Regions from separate parts of the Mus musculus genome. Here regions 2 and 3 are each linked to region 1. Evidence: chromatin contacts called from public Hi-C and HiChIP or PLAC-seq data. All regions are on one chromosome and are shown on one strand. Each heading gives the region's core, a stretch centred on a gene start, on an enhancer-like site or on the middle of the called end of the contact. The rest is flanking DNA. Distances are from core to core; before and after follow the strand shown.

Region 1 (4,151 bases), core at 1,286-3,785:
CATCTTTTGATGTATACATTCCTTTTGTATTGTGTCACTGTAACTTAGTGGATGTGTTCGCCTGGTTTCTTGTTACTCTTCTGTATAAAAAGTTTGATGCTCGATTTGACAAATTACACTCAGAGTCTTCACACTCTCTTGTGTCGCTTCTGTTTGTCACTCACAGACTCTATGCCCATCTGTCCGAGACTCTGATTTGCACGGATTAAGGAGGGCCCACTGAGCCCGGTCTGTGGCATAGATGTTTTGCTTGCATGCATATCTGTGTACCACGTGAAGAATATTTAAATACAGTATAATTTGGGAGAGAAGTTTTTTTGGTATAATACAATCCTGGTGTCATCTCAGATCAAGATAGAATAGAGGTCAACAGGCTACCTCCCCTAATGATGGGTCTATTAATTAGGAGCTAAAGATAAAAGGTTTAGGGGTGAAGAGTCTGGAATAATTATTCTGAGGGATTTAGGTGAATTCTACCTCTACAGAGAGCAAAAGGTTACCACATGTTAACAACACCCACTCTCAGGTTTTTGGATAGGATGCAAGTATTTTACTTCCTCCATTGTGGAAATACCCTGTATGTTTAACATTCCTGGTTTCCCTGGTGCTTATTTGAAATATAAGGACTTTTGTGGCCCCCAACAATGTGGATGCTGTGAATTGAACCCAGGTCCTCTGGAATTTAGTGGTCTTAACTTTAGAATCATGTCTCTAGCCCCACATTTTGGAGATTTTTTTTATTACAGATTCATAAAAAGTATAAAAAATATGAGCCCATGATGGCTCAGCAGGCAAAGAAGCCTGCTCTCCAAGCCTGGCAACCTTGAGTGCCATCTCTGGAAGCCACACAAGGGTGGAAGGAAATCTGCAAAGTGGTCCTCTGACTGCCACACAAGTGTGGTGGCATGAACACTGACCTCTCAAGAATCACATAGACACACACACTCACATACACGCACACACACATACTCACACACACACACACACACACACACACACACACACACACACATAGCATAAAAAGTAACAAAAGTAGAATGTTCTTTGAAAACCCCTCTAGTGACTTCCCATCTTAGATAACTATAGTATATTATCAAAACTATGAAGCTGGTATTAGCAAAAGCAATTAAATAGACTAAAAACCTTATTTGGACTACATCATCTTTTATATAAACGCTACTTTCTTTTTTCTTTTTTTTTCTTTTGTTTTGGTTTTTTTTTTTTTTTTTTTGGCAGGGACTCACTTACTGGCTGGCTTATAACAAGTAACTTGCTATTTAGACCAGGCTGTCCTTGAATTTATAGAAATCTGCCTACCTAACTCTGGCATACTGAGATTACAGGCCTATGCCACTATGCCCAGATTAAACTTTGTAAACTTTATCGTTATTGGGTCGTGACCTAGGAATTCCATATTCACGCAGTCAAGATGAAGAGCAGTCCCATTAACTACAAAGAAGTTCCTTGTGCTATGTGCTAGGTGTTCACAACGACGTCGGTCAACTAGATTTTCTTTGTATTATTTCAGGGAAGCAAAATTAGAGTGGATAGATACATTGTATACCAGCACGGTTAACTATATTTTCTTTGTATTATTACAAGACAGCAAAATGGAGTGGATAGATACATTGTATTTGAGAGCAGACAAGATTTTCTTTGTATCCTTACAGGGAAGCAAGATAGATGCATTGCATTGTAATGCTCTGTAATGCATTCTGAGGGCCTGTTAACCCCCTCTACCAAACCAGCACTTTTAAATAGTCTGGTGTCGTTCATGTGCTCCTGTTAAAATTTGAACTCACTATTTAGCGAAGGACAGCCGGGAATTCCTGATATCCTTTCTCTAGCCTCCTGCCATCTGGGATTAGAGGTGTCTGTCTCTTTGCCTAATGCTTTATATGTGGCCATTCTTATTTTCAAAACTGGACTTGTTCTAACAGTTGAAGTTAGGAAGTAGGCAATTCTGAACGTTTTTTGTTTCGTTTTCGTTACATGTATCTTTAGGCAAATCTATAACATTTTTGCTTGCCAACAAGTCTCGCAGACCACAGGCACTTGCTACTTCAAGGCTTTGCTTTGAAATCTGGGGCATGGAGGGTGTCTGCTGCATTGCAGTAAAAACTGGCTGGAGGCATCATTTGTGGAGACCGTCCTCTGCACCCATTCGCTTCCAAACTGCGGGTTATCTCGATGGTGCCAATACTTCCAAGGCCTTAGCAAGCGGAACTTCTGAAAGCGATGGAGGCTGGAACTAAGGAAAGCAGCCCATATAGCAAACGGTCCAATGTCCTCCTCCCCTAACTTCAGCTTCCCGGGGTGCAGTGCTGGCCCCCACTCTGGCCCAGCCTGCAAATGTCTGTATCTCGGGTGGACACCTCAAACACGAACAACTGCGGCTGCACAGAAGTCCAAGTGCCGCTGAATAGAACTTTGGGAACTGATTTTTCTAGGCCATCCCTGAGGATGGGTGGCCGGCGCGACCCCGCTCTGCTACGCGCACGCGCCTTAGCAGCCCGGGAAGCCCGGACCCAGACGCCAGCGTCACCTCGCGCCGCCTCCGCCCTTCCTGCTTTCCGTTTCCTTCCCGCGCCTGCGCGGCTCCGATTGTTTTGGCTTTCCGGTGGGGCAGAGGAAAAGGGCGCGGTGAGCCAGATGAAGGCGGGGTCCAGCCGCGGGCACCCGGGAGCCCGCAGAGCCGCTGCTGGAGCGGGCGCGGGCACTGGCGCGGGCGGCAGGCCGTGACGGCCCAGCCCAGGAGGCGCGAGGAAGCGGAAGCGGGGGCGGAAGCGAGCGGCCCGGATCCCCGCAGCGCCACGCCCCCGCCGTGCGTGCGGCCGCGTGAGTGCAGCCCGGCGGAGCGGCGCGGTGAGCTGGGCGACCGGGGACGAGGTGAGCCCGGCCGGGCGCGAGGCTGGCGGGCGGCCTTTGTGGCCCGGGGCGGCGGCGGCGGCTTTCAAACTGGGGCGCTTCCGCCGAGCGCGCGGTGTTTCCGGCGCGGCCTTGCGCGAGCTGCGGGGCTCGGGGCGGCGTCCTTTCTGAGGGAGAGCTGTTTTGCCCGGCTCGTGTCGCGGCCGCCGGAGAAGGGCGACCGCGTCCTTGCCCTTTTTTTTTTTTTTTTAAAAAAAAAAAAAGTATTATTATAATTCTTTTTCTTGGCACATCGGCAGTAACCAAGAGTTAGCCAGGTTAGCCGGGGTCCTGTTGTCCTCGGCCTGCTTGTGCTCTGCTGTGGGAAGGGGAAGCTGCACTTTGAAACCTGTTTGCTTTAGACGGAAATCATGGGTTGGAACTGGACGCTAAGTCGGCCGACTGGGCGCTGCTGTCGTGTGCTCTCCCCCACTTCCCGCCCCGCCAAGCGCCTGGCCTAGTAGCTCTTAAGATTCCTTTTTTTTATAGCTACCTAAAGGAAAAGGGATGCGTATTCTCCGGGCTGTAGATCTCTAGAATTTCTTTGGTGGCCTCTCTTTAAGTTAAGCAAGGAATTAAGATAGTAAACTTGAAAGACTTTGCTTTGTGAACAGCTATATCAGCTTTGTGAAAACGAGGGGGGAAAAAAAAGACAGTGCTGGTCACGTGTTGTTTATACATGAATCTGTAAGTCTGGCTCACTGAGCAGACACTGAGGAACGGCCCTATCAGCGGTGTGCTCTGACTGAAATTATATTTTCTTCCTGTGAGTTAATACAGTTTATTTTAGTTTCTTCATTTCTTTGGAGTTGTGAATTCTTCCCCAGATTTGAGTAATATAGACCAGATCTTTTGCAGGTGAGAATGACTTCGTCTAGTCAGACTGTGGATGAAGCTTTTATTTGTAATCTAAGATCCATTTGAAAAGCCAAGTCAGTTGTTTTTCCCAGCCTCTGTGATGTGAAACGTTGCTGTTCGTTTCGTCTGTCTGATAAGGTTATGCCTTTCTGCTTTGCTCTTTTGTTGGTTTAACGCTTTTCTAGGTTCCTTTAGATCAGGGCCAGAAATCTTAAGAGAGGGTATATAATTCTTGGCAACTACGGCTTTTCCGTTGAGCATTCTTTGTATGTAATCCGTGTGTTTCCACACTTATTTCCTCTCTTCAGATAAGTACTGTAATTATTCTCTATTTTATTTCCATAAGTACAGTGCTGTAAAATATGCTAACTTTACAAATACTGTAA
Region 2 (4,137 bases), core at 1,341-3,840, 65 kb after region 1:
CCACCAGCATGCCATGGCTTACACCATCCCTCTCCCCAATGTTAAAATTAAAATAAGGAAAGAAAACCAGGCTAAAGGAAAAAAAAATATTGCCAAAAGGAAAATTAAAATGGAAATATTAACCCTAATGAGTTTACTTTTTGTATACTTTTATTATTAAAAGGTCAAAATTTCAATAACAATAAGCAAAAGTAGTAATGGTTATCCTCTTACCTGGAAAAAGGGATAACACAGTCATTAGTGCACCCACCAATCTATTCACTGGAGAAATGTAAAACAGAACCTGAAATGGATGAAAATGAAATTAAACTACAAAATTCACAAGGCTGTAATAATAAGGGGAGGATTCTTTGCATAAGAATAAGACTTTAAAAAGCCCATGAGCAGATGTACAGCTTAGTCTTCATGTGGAATCCCTAACAACTGGAACAGAGCTGTCTCTGACTCTACTGCCTGCCTTTGGATCCTTTTTCCCTAACTAGACTGACTCCTATAGCCTCAGTTGAAGATGCACCTAGTCCTGCTGCAATCTGATATGCCATGGAGGGTTGGTATCTATGGGAAAGACTGGGAGTAAGAGAAGGAGAAGAAGCTGCTATCAGGATGCAAGGCAAAGCAAAGCAAATAAATAAATAAATAAATAAATAAATAGTTGTCCTCTGACTTTATATATATATGCTTTGGTGACTGTGGGAATGCAAAAGCGCACCCGCACACACACACACACACATTGAGTTAACCAGACTTTGGGTCTGGTTAATTTCATGATTTTTTAAAAAAAAATTTCAAGTTCTTTATAATAAGGTTTTAATAAATAAAAATATGTAACTTAAAAAATACTGCAGACAGACACCAAATGACCATGGGAGATTGTTGGGCAACTGAATAGTCACAACATTTAGATTCATTGTCCCACAAATCATTGATTAAGGTAGTTTGTCGACTTAACCAAATGATCAAAATTCTTATTACCAAGAACCATACAGTTGTGTCACATTCTGAGGTCATATCATCATTGATCTAGTATCTTGCTAAATATGTTTAAAATGAAAGTAACCACAGGAAAACAATCATATATTTAATTCTGTAATACTTGACTAGATTCTCTTTAAAAGTGCCAATCGCACCCACTTCAACACCACAGATACTAAAATTGGAACTAAACAGAGAAATGACTCCTTGCAAAGATGATGTGCAAATTCATGAAGCATTCCATAATTTAAAAAAGTGCCAATCATGAGGATTGAAGTGCAGGTTCCAATGCCCCCACATAACAAGCTTGTAAATAGCAGCTCTGAGGTGGGCAGAGCCTAGCTGATTGCTGAGGCCTGCTGGTTTCCTGTATATCTGAAAGAATAGTCCCAGGTTAAAAGAGATCCTGACTCAAAATGAATAGGGTGATTGATAGACGAGGATACCCATTACCCTCTGCTAGCCTCAGCATGCAGGCACAGGTGCACATGCCTGTGTATAAGTGTACATACACCCATACAGATAAAGATCAATTAAAAAGTCCCAATGTCATGAAATTCAAGAAGAAATGGGAAAAAGCGGCAGGACTAAGAAGATAGTCAAGTGGTTAAGAAAGTATACTACTTTAGCAGAAGACCTGAGTTAGGTCCCAGCACCCACATCAGGTGGTCCAAAAATGCTTATCAGTTCCAGAGGATCCAAAGATCTCCTGGATTTTGGGCATAGCTGCACTCATATACACAGATACACACAAAAACATACAGTTAAACATAAGATAGATCTTTAAAAAATGAGTATGAAGTGATGATAGTACAATTTGACCTGGAGTTAGATGTACTATCATTGTGCTATAGAGTAATTTGACATTAGCAGGAACTAGAAACGTAATATAGGATTCTTGACTGGTTCCTCGATAAAAAAGAACTGCCTATACATTTTATCATTTTATCTATAAAGTTAATTAGAGACACCCTCATTATCTTTCTATAAAGACATTGAAAACCCAGCTCAACATTCTTTAAATCTGTAATTTTTATACAAGATAAATTACTAAGAGATTGATGGGGGCTGGAGAGATGGCTCAGCAGTTAAGAACACTGACTGGTCCTGAGTTCAATTCCCAGCAAACACATGGTGGCTCACAACTATGTGTAATGAGATCCGATGCCTTCTTCTGTCATGTTTGAAACAGCAACAGTGTACTTACACATATATAAAAGAAATAAAATCTTAAAAAAAGAGAGAGATTGATGGAATAGGCCAGAGATATCAGAGAAATAAATGCAGACTAAAGTACACCATAAGTAAAATTTAAGAGTGTGAAAGTCAGGTAGTTACTGTGCAGCCCAGGCTGTTCTGGAACCTGCCATAATTCTCCTGCTTTAGCCTTCTAAGGGCTGAGATTACAAGCCTGTGATACTATGTCTGGGTTTCTTTTTGTTCTTTTCTTTTTAAAATAGAGCACCAGAATTATTAAAAATTAAATCTTAGTTTCTGTGGTTTTGTCTGCATGAACAATGTGTGCTGCTGGGTGCTTGCAGCAAGGCAGAAGAGAACATCAGACACCCTGGTACTGGAATTATAGATGGTTATGAGCTACCATGTGGGTACTGGGAATCAAACCCTATGACTGAAAAAATAGCTAGTGCTCTTAAATGCTGAGTCATTTCCTATGAGCCAGCCCCTATGCCTGGGTTTTTAATCTTTATTTTGTGTTCATTTTTATGTGTTCATGTACACATCTCAATGTGTGTGGAAGCTGGAGTGAGGCATCAGGTGTCTTTTCCAATTGCTTCTCCACCTTATTACATTTTAGGACAAAGTCTCTAATTTAAATCTGGAGCTCACAGACTGGCCAGATGGGCTAGCCAGCAAGTGACAGATTTCAGCCTCTATTTCTCCAGTGCAGAGCTTTCAGAACGTGCTCCTATGCCAGCTTGTCTTTTCACATGGGCACTGGGGATCTGAGCTCAGGTGCTTGTACTGCATCACAAGCACTCTCCTGACTGAGCCACTTCCCCAACCCCTAGTGTCCTAATTAGAGTAAAACTCCATTCTCCTAAGTCCCCACAATGATACTTAACACTTCATTGACAAAAAAATTCTCTACTTCACACGGTGTATTATAATTACATTATTTCTAGGCAAATAAAATTAACATAAGGAACTAAAAGAAAAATAAATCAGCTATCAAGGACATTATTATAGCTACAAGTGGTAATGTATGCTTCTAATCCCAGGATTCAGATGTTAGAGGCAACAGGACTATAAGTTTTCAAACAGCCTGGATCACATTTAAGATCCTGTCCTAGCCCCACTCCCCAACCCCCCCCAAAAAAAGGAAAAAAGAAAGAAAAGGAGGTTAAAACATCTAGGGAAACTTGAAAACAGACTGCATTTTTATTCTACGGCCTTCTTTCAGTGAATCTGTATTTGTTTATAAAATAGGATCATAGTTAATAGAACACAGGACTGGAGAAATGGCTCAGTGATAAACACTGACTGATTTTGCAGATGATCAGGTTCAGTTCCCAGCACCCACACAGCAGTTCACAACCTTATATAACTCCAGTTCCAGGGGATCTGATACCTTCTTCTGATACTCTGGGGGCACTAGGTACACATGTAGTACATATATACAAATACAGGCAAAACACTCACACTATTTAGGTAAAAATAAATGAACCTAATGTGCCATGAAACATCTTGATAATAAAAAGTATTTGGGAATGTTTATTGTTTGGAGTTAAATGGGACACACAAAATAATTAGCTACTGATTTTTAACTCATTTTAAATGACTCTTTCCGGTAGTTTGCATTCAACCCAGATTAATTGTGAAAAAAAAAAATCTCTATTGAGAGAATTACTGGGGCAAAGGAACAATTCGCTTAAGGTAATAAGCCATAATGAACATAGTGCATGGCTGATCCCTCAATATTCCCTTTACTTTAGGTGCACTGAATACAGTTAATATGGGATATAAAACTGGTTGTATTTCAGGGCTAGCTTCTGATTAGTCTAAAGCATAATTTCAACTTTTTCTAAAAAAGGGACAGATACATTTGCTTTGTGAGCCATATAGTCTCTCATTAACTACGCGACTGCTCCTAAAGAGTGAAAACAGCTACAAACAATAAGTAAACAGTAGATATGCCTCTTTTCC
Region 3 (4,657 bases), core at 1,600-4,099, 82 kb before region 1:
GTGTCTTAAAAACTGTTGGTGTCCGCATCGCTAACATTGCAAATACTCTGTGTGAAGCACTGAGAATAAACCAGAAAAAGAAAGCTTTTCTAAAATTCTGTTGTCCAGATCATATTCAGCCTGTCACGGTGGTGACGTATGTCTTTAATCATAGCACACAAGAGAAAAATGCAGGGGAGTCAAGAATTTAAGGTCAGCCTCAAGTCAGACCAGCCTGGGCTACATGGGACCGAGGAGCAAAAGCAAAAACCAAGTAGTGTGTATTTTTACATTTATCCTACTTTTTTCTTAAATTTATTTTATTATGTGTAAGTACACTGTCACTGTCTTCAGACACTCCAGAAGAGGGCAACAGACCCCATTGCAGATGGTTGTGAGCCACCATGTGGTTGCTGGGAATTGAACTCAGGATCTTCGAAAGAGCAGTCAGTATTCTTAACCACTGAGCCATCTCTCCAGCTCCCCTACTTTCAAAATACATGTCTAAGCATAAAAAGATATTGCAGGAAGGCTTTAATTTGTCCTATAAGAATACTAAGGACTATGAAAATCATTTTCTTTTATTGAACACAAAGAGTTCCTTATAAAAAGTTTCAGAAACAATGTATAGCAGGATGTATCAGTTTCTTTTCTGCTGCTGTGATAAAATGCCATGGCCAAGCCCACTGATGGACAAGAGCATTTATTTGGGCTTTTACAGCTCTGGGGAGTTAGGGTTCATGATGGTGAAGCAGAGGCAGCAGGAAGAAATACAAGCTCAAAGCAGCGAGAACAAACTAACAATGGCAGGAGTCTTTAAACTCTCAAAGCCCACTCTGACTGCCATGCTTCCACTAAGGCCGTACCTCCCACAAGACAGCAGCGCCAACTGGGGACCAATACCATGGGAGACATCACATTCAGACCAGTCACAGTAGGTTCCTCTGTGACTAAGTCATGCAAAGTTAGGGACCTTCTCCAGATCCCATTCCTGATCTCTTTGCTGCTTGGCTTTTGTAGGTTTAGTTTCTACTGTGATCTATTTGAACCTGACTGTAACATGTAAACTTCAGATCCTTCAGGCAACTAAGTGGTGTGCCCTAAAGACACCATGTATGATCTGACTGCTCACTGTGAAGAGCAGTCTCTAGTTCAACCAGAAGGGACAGAAAGGCAAGGTTAAATGATACAAAAATCTCTTATCCTTACTCTCCATTGGTGTTTTTGTTTTTGTAATAAGTAACATGTGAAAGAGCAAAAGTATTTAACGTGAAGTTTAGTGATCTAAGGACTGAGAACACACTTAAGAGTATTATGTTCAAAGGAAAGAACAGCATCAGCCTATAGGTGAAACTGCAGGGGTTTATAAGCCAGAGGTTGGGGCTAGGTACGGAGGTACTTTCCTAAAACCCCAGTACTCAGGACAAAACAAGAGAATCATGAGTTCAGAGCCAGACAACTACACAGCACCTGTCTCAGAAAACAAAAACAAGAGTCCTGCAGATCCAAAACTGCAGGATCTCCATGACACAGAACAATAACAGGATATCCAAGAGGAGTCCCTGTGAGGATCCAGTACTAATGGTGTCACAGAAGCCAGAGACCTCATACCAGACCAATGATTCATTGAAATGAACACTGCTAGTAAAGATATATGGACAGAGGGATATACTATGTGACACTGTATACACAACGAAATGTTCTCTATACTCTGTGAGTTTCACATCATGCACCCCAATCCCACTGTCCCTTTGTATGGGCCTCTGCCCTTGCAGCCTCCCTGCCCCCAAAAGAAAATAAAAACAAAAATTAACAAACAAACAAACAAACAAACCAAAAACAAAGAATCAGTTAAGAAATTAAGAAGAGTAGCTGTCTCTTGTGAGACTATGCCGGGGCCTAGCAAACACAGAAGTGGATGCTCACAGTCAGCTATTGAATGGATCACAGGGGCCCCCAGTGGAGGAGCTAGAGAAAGCACCCAAGGAACTAAAGGGGTCTGCAACCCTACAGGTGGAACAACATTATGAACTAACCAGTACCCCGGAGCTCTTGACTCTAGCTGCATATGTATCAAAAGATGGCCTAGTCGGCCATCACTGGAAAGAGAGGCCCATTAGACACGCAAACTTTATATGCCCCAGTACAGGGGAACGCCAGGGCCAAAAAGGGGGAGTGGGTGGGTAGGGGAGTGGGGGTGGGTGGGTATGGGGGACTTTTGGTATAGCATTGAAAATGTAAATGAGCTAAATACCTAATAAAAAATGGAAAAGGAAAAAAAAAAGAAATTAAGAAGAGTAGGATGAGAAGAGAAGGAAGGAAAAGAAAAAAGAAAATGGACTTCAAGAGCCCCAGTCACAATGCTGTCACGTGGACAGTGGATTGGTAGGTGCAGATTAATCTAAGAAAACCTGTTGGGTGCTGATGCAGCATCTAACACAAGTCATGGCACATTGTACAGTGTGGGCCACGGAGCTAAAGCTGTGACTTGTTCACAGTAATTAAATGTGCTGGATGAACCAGCTGTTCCAAGCTGGCCTGAGACCAAAGCAGACTACTTGCATAGCCTTCTGCATGCTCCTCCACCTAGGTGACCCAGGGTCTCCCCAAACTTCATTCTTCACAAATTGCATATTTTGTGAGGCCAACCTGGGGGGACCCAGTCCCTGCAGTCTTTTCTGTCTGGCTTAGGTTGGGGTTCACCTGCTGGGAGCCAATGGTAGGCAGCAGACAGGAAGATGAGAAGAGATGCTATCTCTTATTCTTCACTAGACTGCAATGCCAGCCATGCTCTGTGTGTAACTAGTTGCCTCAACACACACATTCAGGCAGCTCTGCTCCAGCTGATTCACCTTAAACCCGAGACACAGGAGTGGCAAACAGCTTCCAGCTATTACTAAGCAACCCTATCTTCACAGTATCTCAGCATTTTCTGCTCCCCTAGGCCCTGCCCACAACTGTAAATAGCCCTTTCTATGAGATTATCTAGTGAGTTTCCTGCCAGTACCAGCTTCCTCCCACCCCCACCCAGATGCCCCACTGCCCTGCACAAGTTTTCTGCTGTCCTGCCAAGTTTTTGTCAAGGGGACTTCAACCACACAGTGCATTCTCATAATATCCTTTGGACTTTCAAATAAAATACCATAAAGCCAGATGATATGATTCAACATTTTATGTCAGAAAAAAAGAAGTCAGTTTTCCAACTATATTCCACTGAATGAGTGCACAGCATTTGCATGAACTATCTCAGGGCAACATCAGTACAAAACAGTTTAACTTTGTAAAAAACGCCATTTCAAACGGAAATGTCCTGATTACGTCAGAGTGAGTGCCAACATCATTGGTATCTGAGGACATAAAGTAGGAGCATAGCTACCACATGGTGTGGGAATGGGCTAGCCTTTTCTACAGCAGGAGACCTCAAATTGCCTTCCAAGACACAAATGGGGGGGGGGAGAACAGAAAGTGTCACCTTCATTTGTTGGGATAACACATCCACTTTAGTCACAGTAGAATTTTCTGTTGGCCGACCAGTGAGACCCAGCCATCATGTATCTCCCCAAAGGAATAGAGTGGAGAAAGAGAAAGCCAATCCTATGTAGAAAATGCAGGTCAAATCCTCTACTCATGGACTAAAGACAGCTTCCATTTGGTCTGTGTTTTTCCTGTCCAGGAGACTCCTGTTAACCTTTAAGTGACAGACACTACCAATTGGAGGGCTGCCAGTGTAGAGAGTGAACTGGAAAGCATGAAAATGGAGATTTGTAGGGAAGGTGACAGGATGGCTGTCGCACGGGGCCTGGTATCACCAGAGCTTGCACAGAACACTGAGAAGAGCAATGGCTGCTGTCAAGGACACTTGCTGAAACATGTGTGCCTTTATCTTTCTGCCCATGGTGAACTTTTTTGAAGACACTAGCAAGACTTTTAAACCAAATCGTTTCTTTAGGTAGACACCTGGGTACTTCTTCTGTTTCCTCCATGACAGCTACATCTTCTATGAAATAATTTTCCTTTATTAACACAACCTCCCAGAAGACTCACAAGTGCAATTGGTGCTTCAGACCAATTGCATTTGTGCCAAAGCACTATATACAGATTCTCTTTACTGTCACTGGAAATCCACCCAAGTCCTCACCGTGGGCATCAGCCACCCCCCACTGTCTGCACCAGGTACTACATGGCCCACCTAATTCTGGCTACTCTCAAACCTTCCTAGAAAGCTTCACACCTTGACAGCATGCTCCGCCACGACAGGTCGCTTGGTGTCATGCACTCCTTGGCACACACTGATCTGTGTCAGGCTTACAGTTCATCATGTTTGGCTTCCTGATCCTTCAGTTTAAATTCCTCAGCCGTGACCTTCCCATCTCCATTCCGGTCCTGGTTGGTGAACATATTCTTCACGATCATTTCAGCATTAAAGCCAGGAGCCAGCTTCCCTTTGCCTGTTGCCACTTGGGCATGAATGTACTCTGAGAACTGGAAAGGGGACAGGACAAATGTGAGAACAGCAGAATTGGGCACGCAGAGCCAAGCCTGAAATACTATGGCATGAGGGCGGGTAATGGGGGGGTGGGGGAACTGAAAAATAAGAGTCCACACTTGCAAACCAAGTTGTTCTTGAGAACATGGCCTGGATTTCTTAGATGCAGATGAAAATTCCCCTGGACTACAG

What was found. A called contact is a pair of places that touch in the nucleus more often than the background predicts. HiChIP or PLAC-seq counts read pairs in DNA pulled down with a chosen protein or histone mark.
Region 2: a contact with region 1 is called in an H3K4me3 HiChIP or PLAC-seq map of bone marrow-derived macrophages, with 3 times the contacts expected there. The contact joins the enhancer-like site here to the promoter of Kbtbd2 in region 1. A contact is called at or near these places in 2 of 39 promoter capture datasets (the C10 cell line and pre-B cells), 46 of 484 Hi-C or Micro-C datasets (the 3T3-L1 cell line, 3T3-L1-derived adipocytes, B cells and 35 more), 7 of 115 datasets of contacts at active chromatin or transcription factors (the 230-238 cell line, CD8 T cells, the SCID.adh cell line and 2 more) and 3 of 9 other capture datasets (adipose tissue, liver and pancreatic islet).
Region 3: a contact with region 1 is called in a Hi-C map of the G1E-ER4 cell line, with 2.3 times the contacts expected there. The contact joins the enhancer-like site here to the promoter of Kbtbd2 in region 1. A contact is called at or near these places in 2 of 39 promoter capture datasets (the C10 cell line and pre-B cells), 1 of 15 datasets of contacts at CTCF or cohesin (CD8 T cells), 8 of 484 Hi-C or Micro-C datasets (B cells, the G1E-ER4 cell line, the HPC-5 cell line and 4 more), 8 of 115 datasets of contacts at active chromatin or transcription factors (the SCID.adh cell line, bone marrow-derived macrophages, embryonic stem cells and 2 more) and 4 of 9 other capture datasets (adipose tissue, liver, macrophages and 1 more).

What each region holds. Positions count from the first base shown.
Region 1 is chr6:56,796,197-56,800,347 of GRCm38.p6, reverse strand. It overlaps Kbtbd2 (kelch repeat and BTB (POZ) domain containing 2), which reads left to right and starts at 2,535. Exons shown (of 4, transcript NM_001362210.1): 1 at 2,535-2,889. It overlaps Gm10209 (oleosin-B6), which reads right to left. Exons shown (of 2, transcript XM_030255710.1): 2 at 1,922-3,101. The coding sequence ends at 2,304.
Region 2 is chr6:56,731,509-56,735,645 of GRCm38.p6, reverse strand. It overlaps Avl9 (AVL9 cell migration associated), which reads right to left. Exons shown (of 16, transcript NM_030235.1): 9 at 214-283. Among named protein-coding and RNA genes, the nearest start is that of Avl9, 19 kb to the right of the region's middle. Within about 2 kb of position 2,590, at least 21 of the 459 cell types and tissues checked have an H3K27ac peak or open chromatin away from gene starts, as enhancers often do. A contact at or near this core is called in Th1 cells, bone marrow-derived macrophages and embryonic fibroblasts, where this site is marked.
Region 3 is chr6:56,877,838-56,882,494 of GRCm38.p6, reverse strand. Fkbp9 (FK506 binding protein 9) reads right to left here. Exons shown (of 10, transcript NM_012056.2): 10 at 3,135-4,461. The coding sequence ends at 4,285. Nt5c3 (5'-nucleotidase, cytosolic III) reads left to right here. Exons shown (of 9, transcript NM_026004.3): 9 at 1-95. Among named protein-coding and RNA genes, the nearest start is that of Nt5c3, 44 kb to the left of the region's middle. Within about 2 kb of position 2,849, at least 41 of the 459 cell types and tissues checked have an H3K27ac peak or open chromatin away from gene starts, as enhancers often do. A contact at or near this core is called in the G1E-ER4 cell line, the SCID.adh cell line, memory CD8 T cells and 2 more, where this site is marked.